Linked DNA regions of Hordeum vulgare: region 1 is linked to region 2. Evidence: chromatin contacts called from public Hi-C data. All regions are on one chromosome and are shown on one strand. The core of a region is the stretch at or near the end of the contact, and the rest is flanking DNA. Distances in the headings are between cores, read along the strand shown. Region 1 has its middle 30 kb from the start of LOC123396194. Region 2 holds the start of LOC123399942 (phosphoenolpyruvate carboxylase 2).

Evidence for each region. Hi-C and Micro-C count contacts between places; a contact is called where the count stands out from the background.
Region 1: a contact with region 2 is called in a Hi-C map of leaf, with 2.8 times the contacts expected there. The contact joins the enhancer-like site here to the promoter of LOC123399942 in region 2. A contact is called at or near these places in 2 of 6 Hi-C or Micro-C datasets (leaf and seedling) and 1 of 1 datasets of contacts at active chromatin or transcription factors (embryo).

What each region holds. Positions count from the first base shown.
Region 1 is chr5H:387,507,245-387,513,415 of MorexV3_pseudomolecules_assembly, reverse strand. No RefSeq gene overlaps it. Among protein-coding and RNA genes, the nearest start is that of LOC123396194, 30 kb to the left of the region's middle. Within about 2 kb of position 4,480, at least 2 of the 3 cell types and tissues checked have open chromatin away from gene starts, as enhancers often do. A contact at or near this core is called in leaf, where this site is marked.
Region 2 is chr5H:387,365,416-387,370,823 of MorexV3_pseudomolecules_assembly, reverse strand. It overlaps LOC123399942 (phosphoenolpyruvate carboxylase 2), which reads left to right and starts at 3,235. Exons shown (of 10, transcript XM_045094332.1): 1 at 3,235-3,565; 2 at 4,514-4,905; 3 at 4,988-5,072; 4 at 5,213-5,408. The coding sequence starts at 3,377.

The sequences.
Region 1 (6,171 bases), core at 3,231-5,730, 140 kb before region 2:
GAGGATGTCTCATACCAATTCCATTGACATGAACATGAGATTGTGTATAATCTGTTGGATTATAACAGTATTTTGTTTGCAAGTTATTTCCTCACTTTTCTATAATTTGTGAGGATAAGTAATTTCCGAGCAATGTGATGTATGATATTGCTCTTCATATAACCTGTAGGTATTGAGTAACACAAGTGGAAGTATCTTGATAAATCAAGTAATGTGATTCTGATGAATCTCAACCACATGATTTTGAGTGTGGTTAACCATTCTACCGAGTTATGCATATTTTGCAATGCTTTTAGATAAAGCAATTATGTCAGAATGATAACTGGAAATAACCATAAAAACCCATTTAGATGACTTCCATGTGAAGGCTATTCCAGCAAATTCAGTCATTGATATGGCGTCTTTGGGATCAAATAAAGAGCCAATATCATTACATCATATCATGGTCATATCTTCTATTTCCTGATGGAAACATTCAAGATTTATTGTAATCTTTAGATATAAGATGATATTACTTATATCAACCATATACCTTTTGTTTGGGGTTGCACTCCGAATAAAGATAGCAAATATAGTGCGAGGCCTGACGTAGTTTGCAAGTATATGAGTGCTTTGACATGAGTGAGATACATAACTTTAGGTTCTAGTATCACTTCATTATCACCCCTAGGTATGAATGGATTTGTACCTTATTAAAGGTAGTATGACCATACATGTCTTTTTTGTTATGATATATCCACACCGAACTTCTCGTATATGTTTTGAATATATGTAGACTGATATGTATTCTTGATAGAATGCTCAAGTTGTAAACTTAAGCTAAATTTGGTTAAATCCAAATTTTCCGTCTTGAGATGATTTTGTGTATGTTTATGTCTAGTAGAGTCGTTGATGAAGAAATCATCAATATACACTGAGGTGATATAAGGAATTCAAATTTGGGATTCCTTTGTTAACACATAAACAATCATCATTCTCGCAAGAAGAAAATCATTGAGTCGGTAGTACCATATGATTTCCGACTATTTCGAGCCATAGAGTGACTTCTAAAATTTTACACAAATATGTTGCGATTTATTTTGGATTCGGAATTGTAAGCCCTTGAGGGACTTCGATATAAAATTCTGAAACAAGTGACCCATATGAATATGTAGGCACTGCATCCATTAACTGCATGGATAATATTATTTGTACTGTCAATGGTATTTATTATCGAAACATAGTTTCACTCATACCAAGAAGGTTTGTTACATCGTAATCGATGTCGGGTCTCTGCTTGAACCCTTTTGCTACAAGCCTCGCTTTTTCACCACCTCATTGACGTTGTCTACGAATGAGAAGTTCTTAGTATTCCCTATGGAGGATACTTATGAAGAGTAGGTATTACTATGGTAAATACCACTCTTTGATGAGCGAGTGCTATTCTTCATTACTTGCTTCCTTTTATGTGAACCAATATGAGTACAAGAGGCACTCTACCATGGATTTTGGTTCAGGGCCCAAAAGGTTTTAGCAATTTTCAGAAGAAATATATGTCGACAAATGTAGTCTTTATTTTGAATGATTCTCGTGGAATTGATAAAATTTATGGAAATGTATTTATTTCTTTTAACTCCTTGTGATTTCCTACAACAATGGAGTCAAGGTGTTTCGATGCCCCGACACGAAAACATTTGTGCACATTTATGTCGGGCTTTGGATGATGAGCATCCAGTGAGGTGTCTTTCAACTTGATGTTGAATTACATTTACTGGTTGAGGAATTGATTTCCTCTATTTCCGTGGAAGCATATGCGAGATTATATCTCGTGTGATCAGAATTCTCCCCCTCTTGCTCTCATTTCGGGAGAAGAGTGGTTTATCAGGTACCTCCACTCTTTCTGACACTTTACTGCAAGAATATAAAATTGAGTGACACCATTGTCATCAGTAAATGTATGTGGCAGATTTGCAATGTGTTGCAAATATGTGATTCTAAACTTCTTGTTCAGATTCTTTGAGTACGTGGATATAAGGACCGAATGTGAATAACATTTCTAATTTATTTCTTGGCATTATTTGTGGTACTTATCTCTCCCTAATGCCATAAATGTCCTTATTGCTGATGCAATCAGCATACGAGCTATGAATATTTTTGATTGACGAATAAATTGTTATTGCTCACATAGATCCCTAATTTTCTGTGAGAGCCCATTGATGTATGTTGGAGTGGTGATATCGGTATGTAACCGAACTATCACATATAGGAAATACTTTGTTGATTTCCACGTAATTACTACAAGGGGAAAGTAGTATACTACCGTTGCAACACATTGATATCATTGAGAGTGCCCGGCATACCAAAAAAGCAATGCCAAATCCATAAATCCTCGGATGCTACGGCCTCTAGCACAATTGTTGCATCATGAGACTTGCCACAATACATTCCTTGCCAAGCCTTGGGGCAATTTTTCCAATTCCAATGCATACAATCAATGCTACCTAGCATGCCAGACCAACCTCTCCTCTCATTAGGTGCCATCAATTTCTTTGTGTCATCTTCATTGGGTGCCCGAATATACCTAGGACCGAAGACATGGATGATCACTTTCGCAAATCTACGCACACACTCAATTGTGCTATCTTAACCAATGCGAAGATACTCATCGGCATAGTCATCCGGAACGCCATATGCAATCACCCGCATAGCTGCGGAGATTTTTTGATATGCACTAAATCCCTTTAAGCCCGCGACATTCCTTCTTTGAGTAAAATAGCAGCAATTTGCCTCGCAAGCTTGAACAAGTTTCACAAAGAGGGATCGACCCATTCGATACCTTCTTAGGAAGAGGGGCGGATGATATGTAGGATTCTCCGTGAAATAGTCTTGCATCAACATCTCGTTCCCAAGATGGCGATTCCAAGGAATACACAAACGCCCGACAGTCGATCCTCGCCTCCTCTTCCGGTGCTCGTCTTCATGCTCCTTCACGACAAGCGCCATGACTAATGTTTGCTGCCGAAAGTTCGCAAGCATGGTCTCAACATCCGAGTCGTCCGAATTGGACGAATCAGATAGTAAGAACTTCTCGCACGGGGTCAACTCCATCTACACGCACACCGGCGCGTCAATCTACTACACAGCTCGCAAAAATCACAAAAAGGGACTAACCGGTGGCGGGTGATCCCGAGCGGCGACGAGGAGGTGCGCTCGACGGTGGTCGATCCCCGGCGGCGGCGGCGACGGGGGCGGCTCTTCTCGCCGGATCCGGAGGGGCGGTGCAGCGGCTCAGCGCGGGAGGGTGTGTGGCGGCCCCGGGGCGCGATTCCGCGTGCAGATATGGCCGGAATCGCCGGCGGCGGGCGGGCGGCGGCTAAAGGAGGGGGAAAAGAGCGCGGGTTGAAATGTCCCTCCCGCCAACTGCTTCTGTGTGATGCAGGGCACCGCAGTCGCGAGGGGGAAACCCGCGTTTTCCCGGGTTGGGGTCGGGAATTTGCCGCGCCTCCCAAAATTTTTTGCGGGCCGGGGCGGGATGCGGGGTCTGGTCGGGCAGGCTTTCCGGCCCATACCCGCATTTTGGCGGTTATTTTGCGAATCGGGGGCGGATGCGGGGTCTGCTAGAGTTGCTCTCAGGCCGTTGCGCCGTGCTGCCAGCAGGGAGAACAAGGCCCCGTCGTCGTGCTACGTGATGTAGCCTGTAGGGCGCCGCACGCTCGTTGGAGTCCTCACGTTGCACGTTGGATCTGCAGGGTGGCCGCGACTAGTGCCGTAGGTCGTTGCTGTGAACCCCGACGGGGCGATCTGTATCGGGAGGAACCACCGTGCGATGGCCTGTGGAACGCCGGGAGGAGCACCATCGAGGCCGACGGTCGTCGCATCCTCGGCGGCGGATGGCGTCATCGCCACACCGTGCATCACGGTCTCGTCGTTGGGGCACGCATGGCGTCACCTTTTCCTCTTCGCTTGTTGTCGTTTTTGTTCAGCTTGGCCTAATTGCTCTATGAAAGAGGCGTTCGTGATAACGCGTAGAGAGTAAAAGGAAAGAGAGCAATTGTGGAACAATTATCTCATTGATTGAAGGTTTACAAAGGACGGTCGTCAAACTAAGCAACCGATATAAGCATGGATTATCTCCTAATTAATTTAATTAATTAATTCCTAACAGGAATTTTGAGTTGCTTGGGTAGCACTTTCTGGCTTTCTGCCTCGTGGGCAGAGTACTTTCTGAATAGGATACTCCTGCATCTCTCTTGATAGTAGCGGTCGAGCGTTGCACGCCTCGTTTGACCTTCACCAGCTCGATAAGCTATCTCTTTTTTCGAGCTGGATAACCTATCTCTTGATACGATAAGCCATGTGATGCAACAACATAATATTACTAGTGTACCTCAATTATTATTATTAGAGCTAATAAAGTAGCAGTGGGTTACCCCAATTTTATAAGTCTAATCAGGTCTTCACCGACGCAAATGCAACGACAATGACGTTTCTCAGAAGAAGGCGAAGTTCTACATGATGACCGACCGGGACCGGGGATGCTTTGGATATTCTCCAAGGGGGGCCTCACTGCCGCACGCAAGAGTTTCCAAGCTTGGCTTCCGAAGGCTACCACAATTTCGTCAGTTTCCTTCAGAAATCAAGGCTAACTTGGCTAGTATTCTCAGATTTCTCTATTTCTTCTACCTTTTGTTTCTGTCTTGATTCATAAAAAGTTCTAGTTTTCTTCTTCTTTGCGTGCTAGTTCTTCCCTAGTTTAATCATCCATGATGTGTGTTCTGTGGAACAATCTCACATGGACAATGACGACGGCAGTTCGTAACGCTACACCGTGAGTTCGAAAATAAAGAAATCAACCCTTATTTTATTTTTCACAACCAATATAGATCGCCGAGGCTAAGGTAAGGAGGGGCAAGTAAGATGAAAGTTCTTCGAGTCATGAGTTAGTATGTTACCCATCCTATTTGTCGTGTAAAATTTAGGGATTTTTCTTGATGGGATTTAGGAATTTAGTTTCATTCAATTATCATGAATTCAAATAAGAGCATATTTCCCTAAAAGAAGCAAATGAGAGCATATTTCTTCCCTGAAAAAAAGATGAGAGCATATTTGTACAGCTGGGAACAGATGCTCCACCTGGAAACAGGTTCCCCGGCCTATGTTCAGTCCATCTTCTCTTGTTTGATGTGGATGTGGCATCCACCAACTGCAACATGACAGCCGCCCATATATAAAGAAAAAACGGACATTATTAGTGCTTCTTTTCCACCAAAGTGCGCTTTATTCTAAATGCTTATATAAGCGCAGCAACCCCACTTCATAATGCCTTTAACTAATATAGAGAATCTTACTAAGAATGTATTGTAGTCAAAAGATGCATCATAAAATTTAACAAATATTTCGTAGACTTCAACATCGGCGCCGTCCAAGAAACGAAGTTTGTGGAACTAATAAAGTGATCTCTTATTGAGGCAGCGACACCTGGGTCGAACAACGGACTATAGCTTTGTTCTTATAAAAGAAAGGTTAATTTGCTTGACTTGGAACAAACACCATAAGCTATCACTTGTTATGATAAGCAATGCAATTATGCGACCAAAAATATACAATTCAAATAAGACGGCTAAACTGCATGTATTTCAATGATAAGCAATGCAATCATTCAAAAAGTATCAACATGGTATGTCCAAATACAATAAAATTATACAAGGTTATAATCCCTCCGTCCCAAAATAAATGCCCACGGAAACACCCTTTCGATCGGACAAGACAATGGGGGAAAAGGGCAAGGTTAATTGGGACAGTATATGCCGACCAACTGACCATGGGGGACTTAGGGTTCTCAACACTGAAAAATTTGCTAGGGCTTTGAGGCTGGGATGGCCATGGTACTAATGGAAAGAGACGACCAAATATTGGGTTCGCATGGGAAACCCCTGCGTCGAGATGGATCTTCATCTTTTCTATGCCTCAACTATTATCCCTATGGGCAATGGAGTGCGCACACCGTCCTTCTGGGACGGGCCTTGGGTGCAAGATAGAAAGCCTAAGGAAATATCACCTCTCATCTAGAGGCATCTACACGTAAGAATTGGAAAGTTGTGAGGCACTTCGTGGCAATGCTTGGGCTTCGAAAGTGAAGATGTCTGCCATGCATTCCATGGATCACTTTTGGCATCTCATCTCTCTTTGGAT
Region 2 (5,408 bases), core at 1,986-4,485:
TTTACTACCGCCCTCAAGCGGTAGCACCGCATCTGTTTCCGGTACTACCGTGCCGGACTTTTTCACAACCGTAGCCTCAGCGGAGATAGACACGGAAGCAGTTTTTTACTTCAGTGGCAGTTGGATACTACCCTGCGGTAGTACCGTAAGGGCGCGCGGTAGTGTCGCTCCGGCGGTTCTATCGCTCGTTGCCCCGTGCAGTAGTTCCTCCCTTTGCCACCATCGTGCGTGCGGTAGTACCGCACCGGGCAGCGGTAATACCACACCGGCAACGGTAGTACCGCATCGGGCACCGGTAGTACCGCATCGGGCACCGGTAGTACCGCTTTTCTCGGGCTGAAAGTGGGGGTAACGGGCAGATTCTTCCCCCACTATATAAATGGGGTCTTCTTCCCCATTGGATCTTATCCATCCGTCGAGCTCGTGTTCTTCCCTCTTTGTTGACCTTCTTAGAGCTTGTTAACTCTCAATCCCTCCAATGATTCTTGGTAGTTCTTGAGGGAAAAGAGAGAGGAGATCTGGATCCACATCTCCACCAATCACTTTCTCTTCTATGTGAGGGGAACCCCTTGGATCTTGATCTTGGATTTCTTTGTGAGCTCCTTGTTCTTACTCTCATATTTCTCCATAGCTTTTGTTGTTGTGGATGGATTTGAGTGTGAGGGATTTGACCACTTCGTGTGTTCTGGCATTGCATTAGTTGCATCAGTTTGAGTTCTTGACAGTGATACGTGGAAGTGAGAAGTTGAGAAGCTTATTACCCTTTGGTACTTGGTACCCTAGAGATTGTTCTTCGTGGATGCTTTGGTGTCCTAGAAGCTTGGAGGTGCCTCGGAGCTCAACCATTGTGGTGTAAAGCTCCGGGCAAGCGCCGGGGTCTCCAATTAAGTTGTGGAGATTGCCTCGAGCATTTGTGGTCACCTCGAATCCATATGACATTGTGGTAAAGCTTCGTGGTGTTGTTGGAAGCCTCCAATTAAGTCGTGGAGTTTGCCCCAATCTTGTTTGTACGGGTTCGATGACCGTCCTCAAGGGCCCCTTAGTGGAATCACGACATCTTGCATTGTGCGAGAGCGTGAGGAGATTACGGTGGCCTTAGTGGCATCTTGGGGAGCATTGTGCCTCCACACCGCTCCAAATGGAGATTAGCATCCGCAAGGGTGTGAACTTGGGATACATCGTCGTCTCCGCATGCCTCGGTTATCTCTTACCCGAACCCTTTACTTATGCACTTTACTTTGTGATAGCCATATTGTTTCTTGTCATATATCTTGCTATCACTTAGTTGTTTATCTTGCTTAGCATAAGTTATTGGTGCACATAGGTGAGCCTAGTTGTTTTATGTTTTGTGCTTGACAAATTAAACTTTAGTTTCATTCCGCATTTGTTTAATCTTAAACCGTAATTATTTTAAAGCGCCTATTCACCCCCCTCTAGGCGACATCCACGTCCTTTCAAAGATGACATCGACAACAAAGATGACCAAGATGACATCGACAACCAATATAAAGATGAGGACATCTAAGACGAAGATGAGGACAACCAAGATGAAGAAGAGGACATCGAAGATGAATATGATGGTCCTATCCTTTCGACAATCTTTCTCAAAGGATGAAGAAGCTTACCCGGGACGATAAAGCTAATGTGAAAGTGATGTTACCATTCTCTTTGGCCCTCTTGGGGAAGCCCTTTGCGCACCATCTACCAAAAACCAACATGGTCAAAAAAGTTATGGTGAGATGTTTTATATTCTCATCAATTTTTGGTCATAACCAAGTATGATGAGATGTCTAACATCTCATGCTCTCTATTTTCTCGTAATGATAGAAAGTTCAGAAGTTACCTTTGAATTTTTTTTCCAGAGTGGACATCCTCGCCGTCGACACAGCTGGAGAAATCCATGGACCAAGAGGGTGTGTCATGAACGTCCAATACAAAACGGAATTCGATGGGCACATATCATTCCATAAGTCCGACCGGCGGGAGTTCATCAAGGGAAATAGAGAACTAAGGGTGGACACCCTTATGGTAATCACTATAAGGAAGAGCACCCGCGAAGAGCACCCGCAACGACTATCAGATGATGGTTGTTGTTGACCATGTTTAAAACTAAGTCGTGAATATATCAGCCAGAGAATTAACTATTATGTTAAGATGAATGTGATACATTGATGTTTGTTTCTTATGCCGAACAACTTTCAAGTGATATATTGAGAATTAATTAGTGTATTAATATGAATTCATTTTGCTATTATATTGAGAATCGTGCATGCTCATCCCTCTATAACAACATGCAGAATGTCGCAACAGAAGCCAGTTATGGCGGGCAGGTGAGAAGGCTCAACACTGGAAACTACGTACCAGTGGCGGGCTGGTCTTAGGGCCCAACACTGGAAGGTCGTACGAGTGGCGGGCGCTGGATTTACAGAAGTGGCACGCGACCCATAAGAGCCTTGCCCGTCACTGCTGGGCTTTTCCCACCCGTGAGTGCTAGCATTCTTGCAGTAGTGCTAATATCACCAATCGCGCCTTCTTTCTACGCTTCAAGTTTTATTCTCCATGTTTCACTCACCGGGGCTCCTCTCGATTATTGAGTACATATTTCATACAATATATGATGTTTATATAAGTATAATATATATAGATGTAATATAAATCGGGATTGCTAAGTCTGAGTCGAAGACTTAACCAAGTCTCACCCGATGCAATATCATGGGATATTACATGGAGATCCATGCAAAATATTTATTTTCAAGTTACTGAGAGTTGGTTAAATATTAGTCAACTGAGGTCTAGCCACATCCAAAACAAATACTACCTCTGTTCCTAAATATAAGTCTTTTAAGCGATTTCACTAAGGGTCTACATACGAAGCAAAATGATTGAATCTATACTCTAAAGTATGTCTATATACATTCGTATGTAATTCACTAGTGAAATCTCTATAAAGACTTATATTTAGGAACGGAGGGAGTACTTATTTAGATACAAAGAGACTCTATATAGACAAAATTTCAAGAATATATACAAATAATTATTTCATAATGTTGAGGGTAGAGGACGGTGGAAGCAGGACCGTACACGTGGACATGTGGATGCTCCCATAATCCGTAAACTAATCCCAGACCCGATCGAAATCCAAATCACAAACACTAGCACTTGGACACAAATCGATTTGATTTACAGAGATCTCTCGAGTCCCGGTGAATCCCGGCGGCACTCCTTCTATAAATAGGCGGCAACGGCAGTCACGACCTCCTCAGTCCCGGCCACAACCACATCCTACCCCCAATCTCGCTCCCTACCACGCTGGTCCCTGCGAGGCGGCGCGGCGAGCGCGAGCAGTAGGGTCGGGTCCGGTCAAAGCGAGGCGGCGATGGCGTTGTCGGCGCCGGGCGGCGGCAGCGGGAAGATCGAGCGGCTGTCGTCGATCGACGCGCAGCTGCGGCTGCTCGTACCGGCCAAGGTGTCGGAGGACGACAAGCTCATTGAGTACGACGCGCTCCTCCTCGACCGCTTCCTCGACGTCCTGCAGGGCCTCCACGGCGACGATCTCAGGGAGATGGTAACTCTTTTTTTTCTTCTCTCTCTCTACCTCGCACTGTTCGATCTCGCACCGGATCCGACCTGTCCCGTCATCCATGTGCTACTGCTGCTCTGTTCCCATTGATTCCTCTGAACTTTACATGTGGCGCTTCGGGTTTCGAGTTGAGTTTTCAGCTCAGTGTTCGCGGAGTGGGGTTGACTTTGGGTTAAGTCTCGATGTCGGTAGATTTGTGCGTAATCTGTTGTTTTTGTTAAGCGGGGGTTTGGACGATTGCCCAGGTGCTCAGTTTTTTCTGCCACGAACAAACAAAATTCGCAGCTAATCTATATTCCATCGTGGTCTTGATTTTGGGAGCACTGCTTTAATTAGTCCAACTAAGTTACTGATTGAATCTCAAATCGTGTCAGTCAAACCTGACTTTGTCTGTGGAATTTGCCTTGCTATCATGCGTGCTGGATCTTATGTTGGTCATATACGGGACACGAATAACTGACTTATAGTTGTATCAACTAAAGTAATCATGTTAACTGACTTGGATCTACTGAAATTATGAAAAAGTAGCTGACATATACCAGTTGGGTTGAACTGTCCAGACAGCGGACAGATGACTTCTTAGGACAACCCGTATGGAAGTGCCGTTTCCAAGCGACATTGTCAATTGCTTGTAGGAGACCGTTCTTCCATCTTCTTTATACCGTACCTAAACAAAGCTTGAGTCCACACAACATATGGTGTTTTCAGAGAACCAAACCAGGGAAAAAAAAGGTTCTTGAAACGACTAGGCCTTGACTTTTGTTGACTTGGTGGCCTCACAACCTGTTACGTGTAGGCATATAAACAATTATTAGGTCGCTGGCCGGCTTGATTATTTTTTGTTACCTTGATTGTCAATTGATTAAGAAGACATCCTATTTCTTATGTTGATTGATGGACATTCATAATTGAATTATTATTTCCATTAAACAGGTTCAAGAATGCTACGAGGTGGCTGCTGAATATGAAACAAAGCATGACCTGGAAAAGCTTGATGAACTCGGAGAGATGATAACAAGCTTGGATCCTGGCGACTCTATTGTGATTGCCAAAGCTTTTTCACACATGCTTAACTTGGCCAACTTGGCCGAGGAAGTGCAGATCGCATACAGGAGGAGAGTCAAGCTCAAGAAGGGAGACTTTGCTGATGAAAATTCAGCAATCACAGAATCTGACATCGAGGAAACTCTTAAGAGGCTTGTTTTTGACATGAAGAAGTCCCCTGCTGAGGTCTTTGATGCCCTCAAGAATCAGACTGTTGATCTTGTTTTGACTGCACATCCAACACAATCTGTAAGGAGGTCATTGCTTCAGAAGCATTCGAGGTTAGTTAGCCAAACATTGTGATGATAGTTGTCATGATACAATTTCTATATATTAATCCTGATTTCAATGACTTTATATCAGGATCCGGAACTGTTTGGTTCAGTTATACTCAAAGGATATCACTCCAGATGACAAGCAGGAGCTTGATGAGGCTCTCCAGAGAGAGGTTCTTTACTGCTATCCTTATGTTGATTTTCATGCTGTTTCTAAGGCACATTGTTAACGTGGCAATGCAGTTACAGTAGCCTTACAGCATCAGACCGCTGAGATCCTTTCTTACACTTAACCTAAAATCTTCCTTTTTAGATCCAAGCTGCCTTTAGAACTGATGAGATCCGAAGGACTCAGCCCACTCCCCAAGATGAGATGCGTGCTGGTATGAGCTACTTCCATGAGACAATATGGAAGGGTGTTCCAAAGTTCTTGCGCCGTGTTGATACGGCATTGAAGAACATTGGGATCAATGAGCGTGTTCCTTATAATGCTCCTCTTATCCAGTTCT